Regions from separate parts of the Mus musculus genome. Here all the other regions are linked to region 4. The links are chromatin contacts, called in public Hi-C and HiChIP or PLAC-seq maps. All regions are on one chromosome and are shown on one strand. Each heading gives the region's core, a stretch centred on a gene start, on an enhancer-like site or on the middle of the called end of the contact. The rest is flanking DNA. Distances are from core to core; before and after follow the strand shown.

The links. A called contact is a pair of places that touch in the nucleus more often than the background predicts. HiChIP or PLAC-seq counts read pairs in DNA pulled down with a chosen protein or histone mark.
Region 1: a Hi-C map of bone marrow-derived macrophages shows a contact between it and region 4, with 44 read pairs. The contact joins two enhancer-like sites. A contact is called at or near these places in 1 of 15 datasets of contacts at CTCF or cohesin (large pre-B cells), 1 of 484 Hi-C or Micro-C datasets (bone marrow-derived macrophages) and 8 of 115 datasets of contacts at active chromatin or transcription factors (T-cell acute lymphoblastic leukemia, bone marrow-derived macrophages, embryonic basal ganglia and 4 more).
Region 2: a contact with region 4 is called in a Hi-C map of bone marrow-derived macrophages, with 24 read pairs. The contact joins two enhancer-like sites. A contact is called at or near these places in 4 of 15 datasets of contacts at CTCF or cohesin (CD8 T cells, large pre-B cells, pro-B cells and 1 more), 96 of 484 Hi-C or Micro-C datasets (3T3-L1-derived adipocytes, the AtT-20 cell line, B cells and 50 more), 16 of 115 datasets of contacts at active chromatin or transcription factors (the 230-238 cell line, CD8 T cells, astrocytes and 8 more) and 2 of 9 other capture datasets (adipose tissue and embryonic stem cells).
Region 3: an H3K27ac HiChIP or PLAC-seq map of epiblast stem cells shows a contact between it and region 4, with 9 times the contacts expected there. The contact joins two enhancer-like sites. A contact is called at or near these places in 4 of 39 promoter capture datasets (the C10 cell line, embryonic stem cells and hippocampal neurons), 9 of 15 datasets of contacts at CTCF or cohesin (the NIH/3T3 cell line, embryonic stem cells, hippocampal excitatory neurons and 3 more), 181 of 484 Hi-C or Micro-C datasets (the 3T3-L1 cell line, 3T3-L1-derived adipocytes, the 63-12 cell line and 84 more), 42 of 115 datasets of contacts at active chromatin or transcription factors (T-cell acute lymphoblastic leukemia, astrocytes, bone marrow-derived dendritic cells and 25 more) and 5 of 9 other capture datasets (adipose tissue, embryonic stem cells, embryonic tail and 2 more).

The regions. Positions count from the first base shown.
Region 1 is chr2:70,740,775-70,743,474 of GRCm38.p6, reverse strand. It overlaps Tlk1 (tousled-like kinase 1), which reads left to right. Exons shown (of 20, transcript NM_172664.3): 11 at 1,233-1,421. Among named protein-coding and RNA genes, the nearest start is that of Gm38528, 38 kb to the right of the region's middle. Within about 2 kb of position 1,309, at least 22 of the 459 cell types and tissues checked have an H3K27ac peak or open chromatin away from gene starts, as enhancers often do. A contact at or near this core is called in bone marrow-derived macrophages, where this site is marked.
Region 2 is chr2:70,761,418-70,764,117 of GRCm38.p6, reverse strand. The region is part of intron 3 of Tlk1 (tousled-like kinase 1); the gene reads left to right. Among named protein-coding and RNA genes, the nearest start is that of Gm38528, 58 kb to the right of the region's middle. Within about 2 kb of position 1,262, at least 3 of the 459 cell types and tissues checked have an H3K27ac peak or open chromatin away from gene starts, as enhancers often do. A contact at or near this core is called in bone marrow-derived macrophages, where this site is marked.
Region 3 is chr2:70,688,969-70,691,668 of GRCm38.p6, reverse strand. It overlaps Gorasp2 (golgi reassembly stacking protein 2), which reads right to left. Exons shown (of 10, transcript NM_027352.4): 9 at 2,367-2,486; 10 at 1-1,011. The coding sequence ends at 686. Among named protein-coding and RNA genes, the nearest start is that of Gm38528, 14 kb to the left of the region's middle. Within about 2 kb of position 1,303, at least 41 of the 459 cell types and tissues checked have an H3K27ac peak or open chromatin away from gene starts, as enhancers often do. A contact at or near this core is called in differentiating embryonic stem cells, epiblast stem cells, pancreatic islet and 1 more, where this site is marked.
Region 4 is chr2:71,038,595-71,041,294 of GRCm38.p6, reverse strand. The region is part of intron 1 of Mettl8 (methyltransferase like 8); the gene reads left to right. Among named protein-coding and RNA genes, the nearest start is that of Mettl8, 16 kb to the left of the region's middle. Within about 2 kb of position 1,389, at least 44 of the 459 cell types and tissues checked have an H3K27ac peak or open chromatin away from gene starts, as enhancers often do. A contact at or near this core is called in bone marrow-derived macrophages, differentiating embryonic stem cells, epiblast stem cells and 2 more, where this site is marked.

The DNA of each region.
Region 1 (2,700 bases), core at 60-2,559, 300 kb after region 4:
ACTTTGCACATGCCCCCAACTGTTAATGCAAGGCTTGCTCTGTAACCTAAGTTTCTTTCGAACTTGCAATCCCCTTCCCCCATACACACATACTCTGAGATTACAGGTCTACAACCAGCCTATATTCTGTAATAGACATAATATCCACTAGTTTGTAGACTCTCAACTCTTTGGAAAATTGTTTTAGATACATCAATGGGAAGTGCTATTAAATTTGTATTTATTAATGTAACAGGTAGAAATTTCAAGTTTCTTTTTGCTTTTACATTGTCATCTTTTATTTCAAAATACCAACAGTTTTAAGAAAGTATCACTTCATATTAAAATTTCCCTTGCCTTTTATAAGCTTATCTAAAATATTGTTGGATGATAAAACATATGTTTAAAATCTATCTCAAACTTTGATTAGATGGGGCTTGGGTTTTGCTTTGTTTTGTTTTTAGTTCATTTATTTAAAAGAATCTTAGTGTGTATACTAGTATATTTTGATCACCATGCTAGATAGTAAGAATAAAATAGAATGTGTGTGTGTAATATGTATACTGTCTATTTTAATGAAAAGATTAGCCTAACCAAACTCATTCTGGTGTAGTTTTATAGGAAAGGTATTTTTCAGTAAGGACAAGATACTATGAAATACTGTGTAACCACATACTTCCTCTTATCTGGAGGTTTAGGGAACACTTCCTTTAAAGACTGTATGAAGTGAGACCTGTAGGATGTTTTGTTTCACCAGAGTGGGACCCATGGGGCTAGAGAGATGACTCTGCTGTTGAGAACACTTGGCTACTCTTCCCGAGGACCTAAAGCCCAAGGTTTGGTTCCCAGCATGCAGGTGATGGCTCACAGCTTTCGGTAACTCCAGTTCTAGGTGAACTGATAGCCTCATCTGGCCTTTAGAGGCACCAAACACACTTGTGATGCACATGAATACATAGGCAACACACTCAGTTGGTTGTGTTGGTGCACACCTTTAATCCCAGCATTCAGAAGCAGAAGCAGACGGATCACTTTGAGTTCCAGGCCAGTCAGGGCTACACAGTGAGCTCCTGTCTAAAAAGAGAATGAACAAACAACTTTCATACACAAAACAATTAAGTATATGCTTAAAATTTTTTAAAAGAGTGGGGCCAACAGAATAGAGTTTTATACTATGTGATCCTTTTGATATATTTTTAGTTGTGGAAAATAATGGAAGATTAATGTGGTTTCATTTGTTCCTTTTTACACAGGCAACAAGAATGGGTGAATCAACAAAGGGAAGACATTGAACGGCAAAGAAAACTTCTAGGCAAACGCAAACCTCCCACAGCTAATAATTCTCAGGCACCTGCTACCAATTCTGAAGCCAAGCAAAGAAAGACCAAGGCAGTCAATGGAGCGGAAAACGATCCCTTTGTTAGGCCAAATTTACCACAACTGTAAGCTTCTTTTAAAATTTTCACTTACATTGTTAGCAGTGAGCGAGAATGCTAATAATAATGTTATTCATAATTGATATAGCAAAAACAAAAGTACATATAGCCAGGAAATATGTTAACTGAAAAGTTATCTCTGACATAATCTCCAAGCCTGAATGTTTTCAGTGGATTTTGAGTGGGATTTACCCCCTTTCGTATCTGAATCAGTTGCCTATACCACTGCAGTGTTCAAATTAATATTGTTGGCGGTTTATTTTCTGAATGTATAAATGTACTTCACAGGTAGTTTCAGACAGTTGTTTCTTTTTTCTGTTTTGTTTTCTAAATTTTCTATGTCAATTGCTCTTTGTAATTCAAAGAACAAAGATGCTTAGATAATAGTTACATGTTTATAGAAGATTTGGGAAGTTGTACAAAGATTTATGTGAATAAAGATGTAGATACCCTTGGACGTTCTATATAGACACATTTGTGTCTCCTTATTGAGAAAAGGTTCTTTGACCCTCATTCCTGCCATGTCAGGGACTTTTAAAGCAGTGAGCAGGAAGCAGAGCTCTCATACATTACAAACACAGCTCCATTTGTCCCTCTACACACATACTGCCTAGGTCTTGTGTTTTCTGCACTATTATACCCCAGTCTCTGGCATATTATTCATTCATTAGTCTTCCTTTTTCCTTTCTCTCCCCTCGGTTCCATTTTTATCAAATCTTTTGCCGGGGTGATCTTTAATTTCTGGATTCAAGCAGTCCTCCTGTCTCAGGCTTCCAAAAATCTGACACTACATGAACAGACCAACATGGCCACTTCTTCAAATTCTATCTCAGAATCACTTCTTCAAGTCATTTCTAATTTTGTTCTAAATTCAATTAGAATACCCAACTGTTGGTTTAAAAAGCACTAAGGTTCTATATTCAGCAACACAGTGGCTATCTTAAAAGTGCTGGGCTTTAACTCTATACCTAATGACACTAGTCCTTTAACACCTGGTCTTTTAGTTCTTCTCTTGAGACACCTGGTCCTTTAACCCCGCCCCTATTGATACCTGGTCCTTTAACTCTGCCACTGTAGACACCTAGACCTTTAACTCCTCCCCTGTTGATACCTGGTCCTTTAACTCCGCCCTATTGATACCTAGTCCTTTAACTCTGCTTGTACAGATACCTAGTCCTTTAGTTCTACTCTATAAATAACCTAGTTCTTTATTTACCTCTGCCTCTATAGACGCCTAGTCTTTTAACTCTACCTCTATAGATACCCGGACCTTTAATTCTTTAGC
Region 2 (2,700 bases), core at 13-2,512, 280 kb after region 4:
TGGAGCTCCTGATGGTTATGCGCCACCATTTGGTGCTGGGTCCTCTGAAAGAGCAGCCCATTCTTACAGTTCTTAAACCATCTCTTTAGCCTAGGAATAATATTCTTAATTTTAGAGACTATGAAATGCATATTACACAGGAAATTCATAATTTATCATAATGATAGATAGATAGCCTTATCTTTGTCCCAATGATACATCAAAATCATTTCTAGAGTTTTAAAGGCATTTTCCTAGAAATAGTTATATTTGGAATGCATACTCTGTTTAGAAATGAAAACTTTGTAAATTATTGAAAAATGACTGCCAATAGATATATGGTAGAACTGTTGAAAATAAAACTAATCTACACTCACACACACACACACACACGAGATAAATAAAATGTACTGTTGGAGAGAGAGAGAGAGAGAGAGAGAGAGAGAGAGAGAGAGAGAGTGTGTTTGTATGTGTGTGTGTGTGAACTTAGAGCTTGTACCAGGCAAATTCTTTACTACTGAGCTATAGACTTATTCTACAATAGTGCTAATTATTATGTAAAGATCTTGAAATGTGGTAAGTAGTCTCATATATTAATATTGTTAAGTATAGACTGATAGCCTTTGAAGTTAAATTTTGGAATGTGAATATTCTGCATTTGGTCTTTGTCAAAGGCTGAGAAGCAATTCATATTTCCTGACACCACATTTACACTTAAAATTATCAGAGACAGTGGGTGGTTCACTGATTAAGAACAGTTGATGCTTTTGCAGAGGTCCCAGGTTCAGTTCTCAGCACCCACATGGTGGCTCTCACCACCAGGAACTCCAGTTCCTGAGGATCCAACCTTCTCTCTGACTTCTACACACACATGCATGATGCATCAGGAAACCATCTAGAAAGTAAATACATAAAGTGAAAAGAAATCTTTTTAGAGAAATAATGTGTGATGTGGGGTGTGTGTGTGTGTGTAACTAGGAACTTGTGTTTAAGGTAGTGACTTCAGTGTGTGTATGCCAGACAGTTTTCATATCCTGTGAATCACAATGGGACATAACTTGAAACCACTGTTCTAAATTTTGCTTTTGTAATGACTTTAATAATGCCAGGACTTCAGGGTAAATTAACTCAAGTTATTGCTTCCCAAACCTCACCCAACTCATCCCTCACAACTGTCCTGTGTGGCTGCTTGGTTTTGATTTTGGACTTAAAAGCTGCTGACAAGATAATTTGAGTAAGGAGAAAGTTCAACTGGATTCTAATTTTATAGCTCATTCGACTTTGCAGTTTTAAAGGGAAAGCCAGAGAAAAGAGGATGTCAGTAAACAGTTATGATGCATAACAAAAAGAAAATGGCACACTAAATTATCAAATTACTCTTCACTTATATTGAAAACTTAGTATGTTCTTTTTAACATGGAGATTTAGTTTTAAGTAACCCAAGTAAAAGCTTAGGTTGGGATGGGAGGATGGTAAGTAACATGGTTGTAGAACTCAGAGTTCCTAAGTATTAGACTTCCTGTCAGTGGAGGCAAGTGCTGGGCATGCATGACAGCAGTGAGATTTGCAGGCTTTAAAACAGTGCAACAGTCGATATTTGAGTTGAGTGTTACCCATCTCTTCCCGCTGCTCTCCACTTTACTATGATACTGTCATGTAAAAGAAGCAATACACCATAAAATAAAATACACTCAAAGTTGCTAGTGTGTTTATTTAGAACAGCAAGAAAAACTTTTATTTGATGATAAGGTTTCAAGATATTGCATATATAAACTTCTGTAGTAGATTTTAGAGTTAGCAGTGTAACAGGTTTTCTTTCAGGGGTCAAAGTTTCATGCAAAGACTTCTAGATAATAATTATTAAAGTTCTGTCTCTTTTTCAGGGGTGGGCTATTCAGTTCCATCTTAATGTTCATATTTCGTAATAAGTTTTTACAAAAATGTAATAAAATACAAGGAAGCAAGAAAAAAATTTACAACAGAATTTACTATATTCTAATCTAGTTCTTAAAGTTTAGAGAAAACAGGATATCTTTTAAAAAATTTTTACTTAACATGTATGTATTTTGTTTGCATGTATGTCTGTATACTACATATAAACCTGATGCCTTGCAAAGGGTTGAAAAGGCTGTAAGAGCTCCTGGAACTGGAGTTACAGATAGTTGTGAACCTCTTTGGGTATGCTAGGAATTGAATTCTGGTCCTCTAACAAGCAGCCAGAGCTCTTAACAACTGAGCTATTGCCAGCCCTGAAAACTGACTATCTTACACATTTGACATTCTGGGGAGAGCGGTATTAATTTGCATTGACTGTTTTTTTAGAAAGGATCTATGTTTTGGTGTGTGCCATTAAGTAATAAAGATATTTCTCAATTATTATCCTGTCTCAATCTAGTTTAACAAGTTCTGTCCAAAAATGTGGTTAACCATTGAACAGTGGGATAAGCTGGATGGCTTAGTGGTTAAGAGTCCTTTTTGTTCTCATTTAGAGGACCCATGTTTAGTTCCCAGTATATGTGTGATAGCTTGAAATGATCTATAATTCTAGTTCTAGGGAATCTAATTCTAATTTAATGTTGTGACTTCTGTAAGTAACAGGTATACACATATTACACATATGTATATGCAACCCAAACACCCATATGCATAAAACTAAAATTAAAAAACATATTAAACACTATTCTTAGCAGCTGTAGGCAAAAGTTTGTCATGACATCTGTT
Region 3 (2,700 bases), core at 54-2,553, 350 kb after region 4:
GCTCCTCTCTTTCTCTTTAAATGCCATCTTACCACAGGCATCTAAAGCAACAGCAGCAGCTACAAAATGGTGTCTGAATAATTCTGAGTTCAAAACAAGATCTGTGTACAGGCAGAATAAAAAGATGTTCAATTAATAGTGTGCCATGGACCGGAACAAAACATCTGCAACTGGGAGTTTTGTGTAAACCGTAATAGAGATGCGACTCACAGAGACCAACAGTAAATTCTTGTTTCCTTGTACAGTTTAGTGAGGTGGTCTGTGTTCTTGCAAACGACTTACAAAGTACAAGAAATGTTGCATGTGGGCACTAGGCATAAAATATTTCATTTCCTTACACAAGGCATAGCAGTGGTACAGGGAACCCAGTGGGTACCCCGCCATCTCTCTTCCAAAGATGAACCTCCCAGAACGGCAGTAGATGCCTGGCAGCAAGCCACCCATGACAACTTTTTTTGGTTGTTTAAAATACAAGCACATTCTCAGATTGCCCTCCTCGGCTGTAACCCCCCGACGTGGTGGGAGGCAAGCCCTCAGCCTCTTGCGTAGTTTCCCCTTAGAATTATGTACAGGACACCTACAGATACGGTACACACTAGTATGAAATCAATGGTAGTTTGCGATTCCAGACCTGACCCCGTGGTTAACTAAACAGACCACGTCGGTTCTGAACATTGGTTCCCAGTTAAGAAGGCTCTGAAGCATCTGCATCAGACACAGGCTTCTCGACGGCCGGGGTGCAGTCGCTGACTCTGTCCTCAACAGTGGTGGGGACCTTGGAAGCAGGAGACGTCACATCCACAGTGAGGGAAGAGGCGTCTGCCTTTGCAGTAGTCATGACAGGGTCAGAAGGTGGGCCCATGGCAGGAAGGGAAGACAGCGGCTCCCCTGCGCTGGCTGCAGAAGAGCCCTCTGGAACCAAAGGGAATGACGGGAGGAAGTCGGACAGCATGGGGAGAGGTGCAATGCCAGGTAAGTTTCGGGGAGGCAAGGAGGGAAGAGGTGGCAAACCTAGGATAGAAACAGCAGAGGTCACATATTCTCCCAGCAACCAGAGCACGGCCATCAAGCTCCTCTACCTGCCCCTGAGAGCCTGCAGCCGAAGCAGAGCTCTTTGCTCACTGCCACCTTTGCTGACCTCTAACTGGAGGCTGGGGCCAAAAGCTTTCCAGGCCCAAGCTCCGTGTACTCAGCCCTGCACTCAGGAGTCTGCCGATGCGACAACAGCTCCCTCCAGAGCCATGGGAAGCAGTGCTCCCTGGCGTTCAAGGGCGCTGGCTGGATGTGAGCTAGGAGGATCCTGCCCAGGCAAGGCGCCTCTTGTCAGCTAAGAGGAGGAGCTGTGGAGGAGCAGCAGCACTGCCTCAAGGGAGCCGCCCTGCACCTGGGGAGGCCCCGCACTGCCTGTGCTGCTCTTGGTGCGTTATTCTGGAGATCTTCAGAGAGGAAAGAGCAAAGGGAAGGCGGATTGTACGGGGTATGTCCAGGACACCACTGGCTGGAGAAGCTGTCCTGTCCTTAGAGGCTTGCTGCATTTAAAGACAGAGGGACCAAGAATATGGGCCCCAGGGAAAAGAAGCAGGGAGTGTGGTCGGTGCAGCTGGGGCTTTCTAGGTCCCTTGTTCTTCAGCCCTGGCACTGAAGATGTAAAAAATGCAAACCTGTCAGAAGTGTGACAATGACAACCACTATTCAGTATGGAGTGATCACTGCAGTGTCATGATGGGCAGTCACAGGGAGCGTCAGCAGGAGCAGGCTTGGGGACTGCTGCTCCCTTTTCACCTGGGCATATGACCTGAGAGCCACCTGCTGGCAGCTGGTGCTCTGGGTTACTATTATAAAACCATCTGTCAACCCCCAGAACACTTAGCTGGCCCGAGTGCAGAGCTGTGGTCCTAGCACTTGAGAGGCTGAGGCAGGAAGTTAATCCAGGCCAGCTACAGTGAGACTCCGCCTGCCCCTCCAATCTCAGAAAAACAAAAATACCAGGCCTGGACTGCACAGAGCAGTCACCAGCATTTCCTGTGGGTAGCATCCTTAAACAGGAAGTGAAGAGAGGGGACTCAAGCATCTTTATTAGGTGACTGTACCACACTGTCAAATTCAGTGCACAGTGCAACTCCACTGATCCTATGGTAGCCTGCCTGGGGCCAAACCTACCAGGGTGTAGAGAAAGGGAGGGAGGCAGAAGGCCGGGTCATGGACTTCTTTCTTCTTCTCCATATAAAAGATGGATACTGATTAGAAGTAGCTGAAATGTGTTTAGCTGAGATGCTCTTTCTGGAAAAGACTGAACGGGAGGCCTCGCTTTCCTGAATCCATGTTTTTATTAGCAATGTCTTAGGAGGGTAAGGCATGCAACATACCCGGGCTCCCGAGCTCTGGCAAACCGACCCCTGGCATGATGTGCGGAGCAGGGAGGTTGAAGTTGGAGAGGCTGGGGAGGTTGGGGAGGCTAGGCAGCCCTGCTGACAAAGGCATCAGACCTGAGCAGAGGGCGAGAAAGAACACAAGGTAAGTCGTTCCCCTGGGAAGGAGACAGGTCATCACACGCTGACAAAAGGATCTCTTCAGAATTCCGACACCAGGGTTCACTGATGAGCGACAACTGAGTCTCACAGAACGCGCTCTGCCTCGTCTGAGGGATCAGGCTGTGAAAGCAGCAAATGCTACACAAGCAACACACGCTCCCACGGCCCT
Region 4 (2,700 bases), core at 140-2,639:
GTTCTTTAGCTTAGGGCATCTTTGTGGTTACAGCTGAATCTCACTGCCTTGCTCTTCTGCATATCGGTTTTGGGGTTAGCATGTCAACAGAGCGGTATCCCCAATGCTGTATTCTTAAAGGAGGAAACAGCAAGACTGTAAAGATTCATGAGAAAGCAAGGCCAGAACTTAAGAACCCCTCCCTTTTTAAAAATGTATATGAGTGTTGTACTTGCATGTATGTCTGCGTACCATGTGTGTGCCTAGAGCCTAGGTTGGTGACAGGAAGGTCTTAGATCCCCTAGAACTGGAGTTATGGATGCTGTAAGCCACCATGTAGGTGCTGGGAACTGAACTCATATCATCTGCAAGAATAAGTGCACCTTACCTCTGAGCCATCTCTCCAGTGTGAAAGTTCTTAACTTTAGTTTCCTGCTTTGCAAGAGGCAGTGACTGAGCGATGCCAAAGCCACGAGCCTGGCAGGGGCTTCTTTCTAAGCGCATAGACGGCTGCAATAAGATCCTGAAGTTGACGTTTTGGGTTTTAGCATATTTCTGATTAAGATCCTGGTTGTTTGTTTGCTTGTTCGTTTGATTTTGGATTTGCTGTTTTGCTGTTTGCTTGTTTCTTTGCTTTTTGAAACAGGGTCTCTCTGTGTAGCCCTGGCTGTCCTGAAACCCACTCTGTCGACCAGGCTGGCCTCCATCTCAGAGATCTGCCTGCCTCTGCCTCCCAAGTGCTAGGATTAAAGATGTGCGCCACCATACCTGGCAAGGTGTCCTATTTTTTTGTTTTGGTTTTTGACTCAGTATCTCAGGTATGTGGCACTGACTGGTGTGAAACTCACCTTTGTAGTCCAGGCTGGCCTTGAACTTGCAGCAGACTTCCTTCCTTTACCATCCAAGTGCAGGTGTGAGCTGGAACTCAGTGCCAGGCATGTGAGGCCAGGCCCTTTTCCTGATGAGCCATCTTATCAGCCCTTTTTCCTTTTTTTTTTTTTTTTTAATTTTTGAGGCCAAGGCTCAACTATGTAGCCCTGGCTGGCCTGGAGCTCAGGATCCTTCTTCAGCCGCTGGAATCCTGTGGTTATCAGTGTGGTACGCCATGCTTGGTTTCTTTATGATGCTTTCTTATTACTACTCTAAGTTAGTACACCAAGTCCCACAATGTCTCTGATGGAATATATTCACCGAGCAGCTTCAATTTGATATTTCTGTTTGGTATGAAGAACGAAAGCAATGTTTTAGTCAGGAATTGTCTTTTTCAGCAAGCAGTTCCAAGAACCAGTTCCCAAATTCCTCACTGAAAACCAAAAGGCAAATAAAATGCCTGTGATTGGGAAGTTGTCTCTCTGGAGATGCCCAGCAGAGGGCGGGAGAGCTTTCCCGGGGCTGGCTTCCGCTTCCTTGCAAGACTGGGCAGACCTGACTAGGGCCATCTGTGTTTGCAGTCTGATGATTAACAAGTACTAGAAATGAACCGAGCGTGGTGCATCAGAACCACAGTTGCTAAATGAGGAGAGAAAACGCTATAATGCCAAGTGGCCGTGTAGAGCTGTGGTCAGTAGAGCACAGGAGGGGAGGGAGGAGCAAGCGGGATGCAGGCAGGTGTCCCATGCCTGGTACCAACCAACCAAACACAGGGACTGTAGCTACAATGTCATGGGAAGCGTTTAATGATATAAAGCGTTAACTATCCCTATTTGATATATAATAATTTTGTGTATAGTTTTGTGTGTATAATTTTGAAGGAAAAACAAAAAGGCAAGGTGGCAAATGCCTGCTATGGTTGGTGAATAGGAGAAGTTTCTAGATCACTGGAATTTGACATCCTAATGGGGCTTCAGAAACCTTTCTAGAGAGAATGCCACCTAGTGCCCGGGCTAACTGCTTCCCCCTCCTTCTCTCCACTCATGGTTATTATACAGAACTTGTATACTTTGTAATTTTAAAAATAATTGTTCTGTACGTAAAAAGGTATTTCGAGAATATTTTTGTTGTTGTTCTTTGAGAGGCGGAGACAGGAGGATGAGTTCAAAACCAGCCTTTGCTACATTGCAATTTTGAGGCCAGCCTGGGTTACCTAAGACCCTATCTCAAAACAAACAGTCCAACAAACAAGCAAACCCAGGAAGGAACATTTCAAGGCTCATTGAGCTCATCTGTGAGCCTGAGTTAAGGTCCATCATCCTAGACAGTACCTGCGCGTGCGCGCAAGCATATGTGTGTGCGAGGTCCAGCAGAGGAGACCATTCATAAGGCTTTGTTCCTTCTTCTCTCCCCTACTCAGACAATGTTTTTCTATATTAATAAGTTTAAGGTTTTGGCAGCGTTTTGCATGGATGCTTGGTTTTCCTCTCTATAGATATGCATTTAATAATTTAATCAGCACTTTTATAAAAATAACTATTTATACTTTCCAGCATATGTACAAACAGTGCTGTGACAAATATTTAACATATTCTGATTATTTTACAGAACATCTTTCTAAAAATAAAATTTTCTATCATGTGTTGGTATGGTGGTGCGTACATTTAATCCCCGCACTATGGAGCCAGAGCCAGAGGCCTAAGCCAACTTCTGAGAGTTCAACACCAGCCTGAGCTACACAGAGAGTTCCAGGCCAGCCTGGGCTACATAGAGACCCCTCTCCCCCCAAATCTGGAAATAATCCGACAGAGTTATTGATTTGTTTTGTAGGTGGAGCAAAGCTTTTTCCAC